2 separate regions of the Mus musculus genome follow, and region 2 is linked to region 1. A link is a contact called in public Hi-C data. All regions are on one chromosome and are shown on one strand. The core of a region is the stretch at or near the end of the contact, and the rest is flanking DNA. Distances in the headings are between cores, read along the strand shown. Region 1 overlaps Nlrp1b (NLR family, pyrin domain containing 1B). Region 2 has its middle 18 kb from the start of Gm23266.

Region 1 (4,528 bases), core at 1,103-3,602:
TCCATCGAGCGAAACTTGGATGGAAATAGCATCCTAGGATTCAGAATGACTGTAGTAGTTTGAATAAGCATGGTTCATAAAGTTTGTGGAACTATTTGGGAAGGAATAGGAGGTTTGGCATTGTTGGGGGAGGTATGTCACTGGGGTGGGCTTTGAGATTTTTAAAAGCTCATTGTTTCCAGTTTATTCCTGTGTCTCCGTCATAACAATTAGGACTAACTGTCCTAGTGCCAAGCCTCTGTGCTTTATGCCTTGCTTCTTGTCATAATGGTCATGAACTCTAACCCCCTGATTCTGTAATTCTCCCCATTCCTCCTTCTATAAATTGCTCTGATCAGGATGTCTTTTAAACTTATTTATTGATATTAATGACTGCAACTGTGACCATAAAAATTTTAAACTTTATTAATTAATGTCCATTGAACAAGAGTAGACAAACAGCCAATTCCTCACTATCAATTTTTTTCACCAGGGAGGGTGAGTGTGAACAGGAGCAGGCTATATGTTAAGCTGTCAACTGAAATTGCCAGTTTTCTGGGGAGAGGCAGAAAAGTTGCTAGATTGAGGGGGTTATTGTGACAAGATACACAGATTCAGATAGCAGCGAGGCCAAGCAATGTGTCTGAGTTAAAGATCCTTCAAGGGGGTCCTGACAGGTCCTTCTATGAACCTTTCAAAGGGAAGCCTAAGAGTAAGTGGAAATCCTAGGATGTGGAGAAGTCAGAACCACAATTGCTTTCTGCTGAAGAAAGTTTTAGGAAAGGAGCAGAGAGATGACCCAAGAGAGAGGCTGTGTGTGCTTCATGTGCAGAACTGGATGGGTAGAGATATCCAAGTCTGTTGGAGTCCAGTCATTGACACCATGAACCCCATAGCAGGACTCTAATCTGTAGAAATTGGTGCTTATGCTGAAGGAGTTTGCCTTGTTATGGTTTGAGCATTTCTAGCTATGCTTGGATTTTTCCATCTTGACATGTCTGTGCTGTTTCTTTGTCCTTGTATATTGGAAGTATGTAACTTGTTTTTTATTTTCTAGGAGTTCATAGTTAAGACACTGCATCAAGTCTCTGTTTAGATATGGATTTTAGTCTATGGGAATTATTAAGTTCTAATGGGATCTTCCAAACCTTCATGACTAGATGAAACTGAAACTTTAGAGACAAAGTGGAAAGTTAACATTGAAAGTGATTTGCTTGGGTGTCAAGTTCACAAAAGGTAGAACTATGATGAGGAATGTCACATGTCAGCTTGATGTGATTCCTACACAACTCTGTAATTCACTGTTTGCCTCTCTTTTCTCCTGAGTTTGCTTCTGAATTGCATCACAGCAAACAGTATTGCAGTGAATGTTGTTTAACAGAGAAAAATATTTTCTTTCAGGTGTTTGCTTTGGAATGGAAAATCACCAAGAAATGAAACAATGAAATGTCTCCTGATGACATGGTGCAGGTTGCTCTTTACATCAACAACATGCTAGAACATAATTTCAGATGGAACTTCATGACACAAGAATGTACCCTGTGTGACAGTTTGGGGACTGGCTTTTCCCTAAGCAGCCTCAGACCTCATACCAGATCCTAGAATTACCCCTTCTTTGTGCTGTGACAATTTAGACAGAATCCCAGAAGGTGTTGTATCTTTTCAACTTCCCTGGTTGCTAGCAAAAACAGTAGCCATGCTTTTCTTAGGACTTGAGGGGACCATGGCGTGCTGGACTTTCATGTTTAAGACCAGAAATTTCCTGATTCGTATAAGTTGTCAGTGCTATGATCACAGGCTGCAGTAATGTCTTTCTTTATGAGCTTGTTCACTGGGACCCTGTGTTCATCAGAATTCCTTCTGAAGGTATCTTTGAAAATCATTGAGGGTGGGCACTTTATGAGCCTCCATCCATTCTTAGTATAAACTTTTCCTCATCTCCTATGATCCTGGACTCTGATGTAGGACCTATCAAGCCCATCCATTATTACCACCTCTTCCTTAAGCTTTCCTTGGTTACCTTTGAGGGACACAAAATGAGGGAGGTACACTGCAGTCACAGCTCCTTGCTCAGCCTTGATGTCAAACAGAGGTCCAACCACCATGTGACTCTGCTGCAAGGGAGTCTTGTCCAGGAATTGGCTCCAGGCACAGAATTCGATCTCTATTGTCACTGCCCTTGTCACTACAAAGTGGAGTCTTGTGCTGGGACAGTGGTAGGAACCAGCCATGGGCAATTGAACTCTGGAAGAGGGAGAGGCATATATCAGTTAAAACCAGGACTATTCATTCGTTGTGTGCAGACCCAGTGTAGAGCTTGGGACACAGCAGACTTCAGGCAGCTGGCTCTGTGTTTTGTTCCTCTGCCATCTATGTGGAAACCTGATTAGTCACTTCACAACTGTTTCCTCATCTGTACATAGGGTTAGTGACAACATCACCTTAGAGAACTATGAGTATTGAGTTATGTAACACAAACCTACATGTAACACAGGTAGGGAGCTGTCAGTTCTGCCTTTGATGGTGATGTCAGTGATAAAATAGGTGTGTATTTGTGTGTGTGTGTGTGTGTATGTGAATTTGAGTGGATAAAATTAGTACCTTGTGCACACTAGACTAAGACTGAACTAGGGAGGCACATTATTGGTTTTTAGTATTAAAATTCTGAAAGAGTATATTTCTGAATCAAAGTCTATCTGCTGATATTAGTGATAAACCCTTGGCATTAACACAATGCCTTACCAAAATCTTTATTGGTTTTTCAAAGCTCCCTGCTTGGTGACAGGCACTTGGACAAAGTAGAAATTGAAAGTGATAGTTTCTCCAGCTGAGACAGTGATGGTGACAGTGTTGGAGGAGGGTAAGAGGTTGTGGAAGACACCATGGTTGTGTATTTTGTCAGTCATTATTCGTGAGACTAAAATTCTTAGAGGACAGGGGTACTGTACACATGGTCATGTTCTCAGCTTTAGTGGGTTTTTGGATGGCAGTTTTCAGTAGTGAAGCAGGACTGCAGAGAGTACAGAAATTTAAGTTTAATTTAAGTTGAATATAAGAATAGGAGAACTAGAATGTAATGAAATGAGAGATGCTATGTACACCAGGAATGAAGAAATATGAAGACCACCATTCAGTTAATGAGCAAATCTGATTAGATGATTAGACTGTTGAGATGAAATGATGGATTCAGGTCAGCACAGTTGATGTGGTAAGAGTGCTGGTTGTAGAAGATGAAGTCCTATCTCAATCATGGGGAATTTATAGTGAAATTATTGTGGGTGAAATCATATGGTGTCTTGGACTTACAATACTGTGACAGTGTTGACAAAGAAAGTTTGAGAGTAGTCAAAAAATTTGCAAAATGTTTGATGGATCTAAGTAGTTGTTCAGGAAAGTTCTTGTGCTTTTCTGTTTTGTAAATATCTGAAAAAAATTTAAGAAAAAGACCTCTATTTTTACAACAGGCCAAACTTCTTATTCCAGTCCTGGCTTAGCCTCTTGTACTGGCAAGAAAAATAGAATAAATTGTAGAGATAAGTAGATGCTATCTGTAGGATTCCCTTATGGAAAGTGGACTGAGAAAAGCCAGCCTTTGTCAGGCAGAAATTCCTCACCGGTACAGGTTCCTTTCTCTGTAAACCACCTCAGTAGCCACAGGTCCTATAGGGCCCCAGAAGTCTTCTTCAGTCCCCAGAATTTCCATGGGATTGGCTCCTGGAAATTTAGGAGAAATGGATATAAGCTCCTTAGTAGTACAAGTTATAATTCCCATTCCTGTAGAAGAGGTCAGGCAGTGATCACTTTATATTGTCCATGCATGTGTCCCTGGCCTTATCCAGAAATGTAACATGACTGAAACCTTTTCTGGTCTGGTCAACCTTGACCATAGCAGGAAGTGCATCTGCAGTCTGCAGTCTGTATCACTGCTCCTTCAGCTACCTACCTGCTACACACACATTCTCTCTCTCTCTCTCTCTCTCTCTCTCTCTCTCTCTCTCTCTCTCTCTCTCTCTCACACACACACACACACACACACACATCAGAAAAAAGGGGATAGAAATGTGTTTGTGTGTGTATGTACACACATAGATATGTGGGGCAGAGAATTGTAGCATACCTGTGTGTGTGTGTGTTTGTATGTTTATGTTGAGAAAACAACATAATACCAAAGGTGGATGGGCAAGAAGGAGGGCTCAGTCCTAGGCCATAACAGATCAGGAGGAGAAAGTGAAAACTGGTACAGGACCTGATATAAGCTACAGACTTGAGAGAGGGGCAGCAGCTGCCAGCAGGTCTAGGAGAGAAGGAAGCTGTGTTCTGTCTTGGTTCTAGGTGTGTACAGTCTTGCAGAGGGTGGGGCTTTTTTTCCATTTTTATTAGGTATTTAGCTCATTTACATTTCCAATGCTATACCAAAAGTCCCCCATACCCACCCACCCCCACTCCCCTACCCACCCACTCCCCCTTTTTGGCCCTGGCGTTCCCCTGTACTGGGGCATATAAAGTTTGCAAGTCCAATGGGCCTCTCTTTCCAGTGATGGCCGACTAG
Region 2 (4,078 bases), core at 791-3,290, 87 kb after region 1:
ATAGTTATGAGTTAAGGTGATGTGCTTGACTATGAAGTTGACAGTGGTTAGAAATGTGAAGATATATGTCCCTTGTGAACTTGATATGGTCCCTGCTAATGGGCTTGCTCTTATGACTCTCTGGTCAGATATCTGGACTGCCTCAAGTGGTGAGGAGCAAGAGGGAAAAGGTCATTTTTTTCTACTGCTGTCCCATGCTACCTCATTGCAGATAGGTGGCAAAGCTAATTCTCCCTCATTGTGTACTCAGGGCTGGCTCACCCACACCTCCTTGACCAGGGCCAGCACTAGTGTGCTGCCCACGAAAGCTGCAGGGATGGTTTTCCCAAGTGTTGTGGTTAGTCAGGGGCAGAGCCAGCTCACCCACTATGATGATCCTAGGGCTTGTTCTCCCAACTACTGCAGGTGGTGAGGGGTGCATACATGAGTGCCTGTGTGTGTGTGTGTGTGTGTGTGTGTGTGTGTGTGTTGCTTCACCCCTACATCCCTGCCACATGTTACTCATTATCATTATACTATGAACAAACAGCTTCTTACTTTTTTTGTGAGTTTGATTTACTGGTTTCTATGGTGATCACACCATTATGCTCCTTGTAGAAGGAGAGGAATTATACCTCACCAGCCACTCATACTACTCCTGGTTTTCTTGTTATTATTGCTTTTGTTGGTAGAGTCTGGCTGTGTGGTCTGGAATGCTCTTGAATTCTATTTTCTTCTGCCTCAGCCTCCAGAGTTCTGCAATCAAAGACTGTAATAATGGTTTTTTAAAAATGAGATCATTCACTGGGTACTTTGTATTTATCAGATCATTTTCTGAAGTAATATTTGGAGATCACTGTGTTTGGAACACGTTATGATCCCTCTCTGTTCTTAGAATACTCTTCTTTTGTGATTCAAGTTCTCAAATATAATGTGGTAACATCCTTTTCTCCCTGCCTGTAGGAGTATAATGATTTACAGTGTTGGTTGACCCTGAGTAATAAATGTTCCTTATAATTTCCAAGACTCACTTTGCAAACAATTCTTCAAAGCAGCGGCAGGCCCCTCCTTCCTGCCTCAGCCTATGGCTGCTATAGTAAAATGTCCAAAATGGCAGTTCCTGTCAAAATTGTGGCACCAGGATACCTCAGAGTAGGAGCTGGCCACTGTAGCTACACTCTCTTTCCTGCCTTAACTTATAGCCTTGGTGAAACTCCACTGGAGGACCTGATCTATGGGGCTGTCCAGAGTGGCAGCACCTCCTCTCCTGCCTTCCCCAGAAGCCCCACAGTGATGTTACCTTAGCAAAAGTTGGCTGCAGCCTGGAAGATCTTCCCACCCTTACCCATGAGCACAATGCAGGGAAAAGGAAGTGAAAATAAAAGTCACTAATTCCTGAGAAGGAAAACCCACCAATCCCTGAGATTCCTTCATACAAAACTCCACCAATCTCGGAGTATAAAACTCTACCAATCCATGAACAGGAAAACCCACATACCCTGAGCTACCCAAGCTTGGGACTAGAAATCCCACAAATTCTTAATCTGGAAATCTCTACCTTAGAATGCTCTACCACTTCAGCAATCCTATATAAGCCCTGTCCATAGTCTAGTTCCTTGCTGTCCATTCATGGGAGTAGAGAACCCCCAACCCTGGATTTGTCTCCCTCCAGAACTTGGCCCTTCCAATAAATGTCTTTCATGGGATTTTTCTGCCTGGTGTGACCCTCTGGTTGGAAGAAGTCAAGAAGCAATGAAGAGAAGAAGAGAAGAAGCAAAGAGAAGGAGCAGAATTGAGGACCCTGAGCGCCTCAGCTCATCGGGGGTGAACCCCCCCCCCCCTGGAGCTGCAATGCCTCTGAAGAGGATACTTCCTCTCAGAGCTGTGTGGTTCCTGTGCAAGGAGCAGCATTGAGGATCCTGAGCGCCTCAGCTCATTGGGGGTGAACCCCCCCTTGGAGCTGCAATGCCTCTGAAGAGGATACTTCCTCTCAGAGCTGTGTGGTTCCTGTGCAAGGAACAGAATTGAGGATCCTGAGTGACTCAGCTCATCGGTGGTGATCCACCCCACCCCCCGGAGCTGCAATGCCTCTGCAGAGGATACTTCCTCTCAGAGCTACTTCCTCTCAGAGTTGTGTGGTTCCTGTGCTCCCATGTCTCAGGATATTCTTCCACTGGGTTACTGTCTCCCCTCAGAGTTGAATGGTTCCTGGTCCTCCAAGCCTCAGGATACCCTTACAATCAAGCAGGAATAGTACACCTTGAGGGACATAGTTTGTAGAGAGTACTCGATAATCACCAGTTAATAATACTACTGAGGACATCACTGTCTAATTAGGGATTCCTTCTGGTAAAACAGAAGTAAAGTCATGAGGTTGGGAGGCATGTGCTTCCACAAAGATCCATCAGACAAAAAGGGATGACCAAACATCTCATTGTCCACCTCTGTAAACATCTCTGCCTCATTAAAGAAACCTTGAAACACTTATCACCCACCATCCTACAGTTCCTATATGCCCTCTGATGTCCACCCATTATTACCTCCCATTATCCTCTTCCTTAGTCTTCCCTTGGTTACCTTGGAGAGACACAAAACGAGAAAGGTACACTGCAGAAACAGTTCCTTGCTCAGCCTTGATATCAAACAGAGGTCCAGCCACCATGTGACTGTGTTTCAAGGGAGTCTTGTCCAGGTATTGGCTCCAGGCACAGAATTCAATCTCAATTGTCACTGCCCTTGTCACCACAAAGTGGAGTCCTGTACTGGGAGAGTGGTAGGAACCAGCCATTGGCAATTGAACTCTGGAAGAAGAAGAGGCAGGCAACAGTCAACACCAGTACTACTCATCTGATGTGTGCAGACCTAGTGTAGAGCTCAGGATACAGCAGACTTCAGGCAGCTGGCTCTGAATTTTTTCCTCTGCTGTCTATGTGGGCTCCTGATTAGTCATTTAATCTCCCAAATGTGTTTCCTCATCTGTACATAGGGTTAATGACAATAACATGAGAACTGTGGGTACTGAGTGATCTAATGCAAACCTCCATGTAACACATGTAGGGAGCAGTCAGCTCTTCCTGTGATGATGATGAAGGTGATGACAACAACAAAATAGGAGTGTGTATGTAGGTGTGTAGCTGTGTGTTTTTCAGCGTGTGTTTGTGTGTGTTTGAAGTTTGGGGTATAAGCCAAGACCTTGTGTACACTAGATAAGGGCTCAACAATCAGGTACACATCAGCTTTTAATATGTACATATACATATATATCCCAATAATGAGAGTCTATTTGATGATATTAGTGGTAATTTACCAAGATCTTCAACTAATTTCTCAGTGCTTTCTGTTTATTTATACTTGGGTAGGCAAGTGCCAGATTCTGTTGGAGGAAATGAGCAGTAACAGTTTCTCCAGTTGAGACAATGACTATGACAGTGTTGGAGGAGGGTAATACGTTGTTTGAGACAGAATGGTTGTGTCAGTCATTATTTGTGACTATAATTCTTGGAGGGCAGGGCTGCCGTATGCATGGTCATGTTCTCAACTCCAGGGAGTTCTTGGAACACAATGGTTGTTAGTGATGCAGGAGTGCAGAGAGTACAGAGGTTTAAGGTGAACCTAAGGACAGGAGAACCTGAGTGTAATGAGGGGAGGGATGCTGTGTACATCAGGAATAAAATAATCACCAGATAGACCATGTTTTAGATAATGAGCAAAGCTGAGCACAGACTGTTTAGATGAAATAAAGGACTCAGGTCAGCACAGTTGATGGGGTAAGAATGTGTTGGTTGTGGAAAACTAGCTCCTATCTTAATCATGGGTGATGCCTAGTGAAATTATAGAGGGTGAAATCATATGATATCTTGGCCATATAATACTGTGAGAGCTGTACTGTCACAATATTGTGACAGTGTTGACAAAGAATGAGTGTAGTAGAAACAAATTGGAAGTGTTTGATGGATCTGAGGAACTTGACAGGGAAGTACTGTGGTCTGGGTCTCCTGTTTTATTTTGAAATTTTTTTGAAGAAGATCGCTATTTTTATAACAGCCTCAAATTCCTATTTTAGTTGTGGCCTAATCTCCTGCATTGGTGAAGGGAGGAG

The links. A called contact is a pair of places that touch in the nucleus more often than the background predicts.
Region 2: a Hi-C map of erythroblasts shows a contact between it and region 1, with 2.3 times the contacts expected there. The contact joins two enhancer-like sites. A contact is called at or near these places in 16 of 484 Hi-C or Micro-C datasets (the C2C12 cell line, brain, embryonic stem cells and 13 more) and 6 of 115 datasets of contacts at active chromatin or transcription factors (embryonic stem cells, epiblast stem cells, microglia and 1 more).

What each region holds. Positions count from the first base shown.
Region 1 is chr11:71,161,974-71,166,501 of GRCm38.p6, forward strand. Nlrp1b (NLR family, pyrin domain containing 1B) reads right to left here. Exons shown (of 14, transcript NM_001162414.1): 7 at 3,594-3,693; 8 at 2,000-2,223. Among named protein-coding and RNA genes, the nearest start is that of Nlrp1a, 20 kb to the left of the region's middle. Within about 2 kb of position 2,353, at least 14 of the 459 cell types and tissues checked have an H3K27ac peak or open chromatin away from gene starts, as enhancers often do. A contact at or near this core is called in erythroblasts, where this site is marked.
Region 2 is chr11:71,249,566-71,253,643 of GRCm38.p6, forward strand. It overlaps the pseudogene Nlrp1c-ps. Among named protein-coding and RNA genes, the nearest start is that of Gm23266, 18 kb to the left of the region's middle. Within about 2 kb of position 2,041, at least 60 of the 459 cell types and tissues checked have an H3K27ac peak or open chromatin away from gene starts, as enhancers often do. A contact at or near this core is called in erythroblasts, where this site is marked.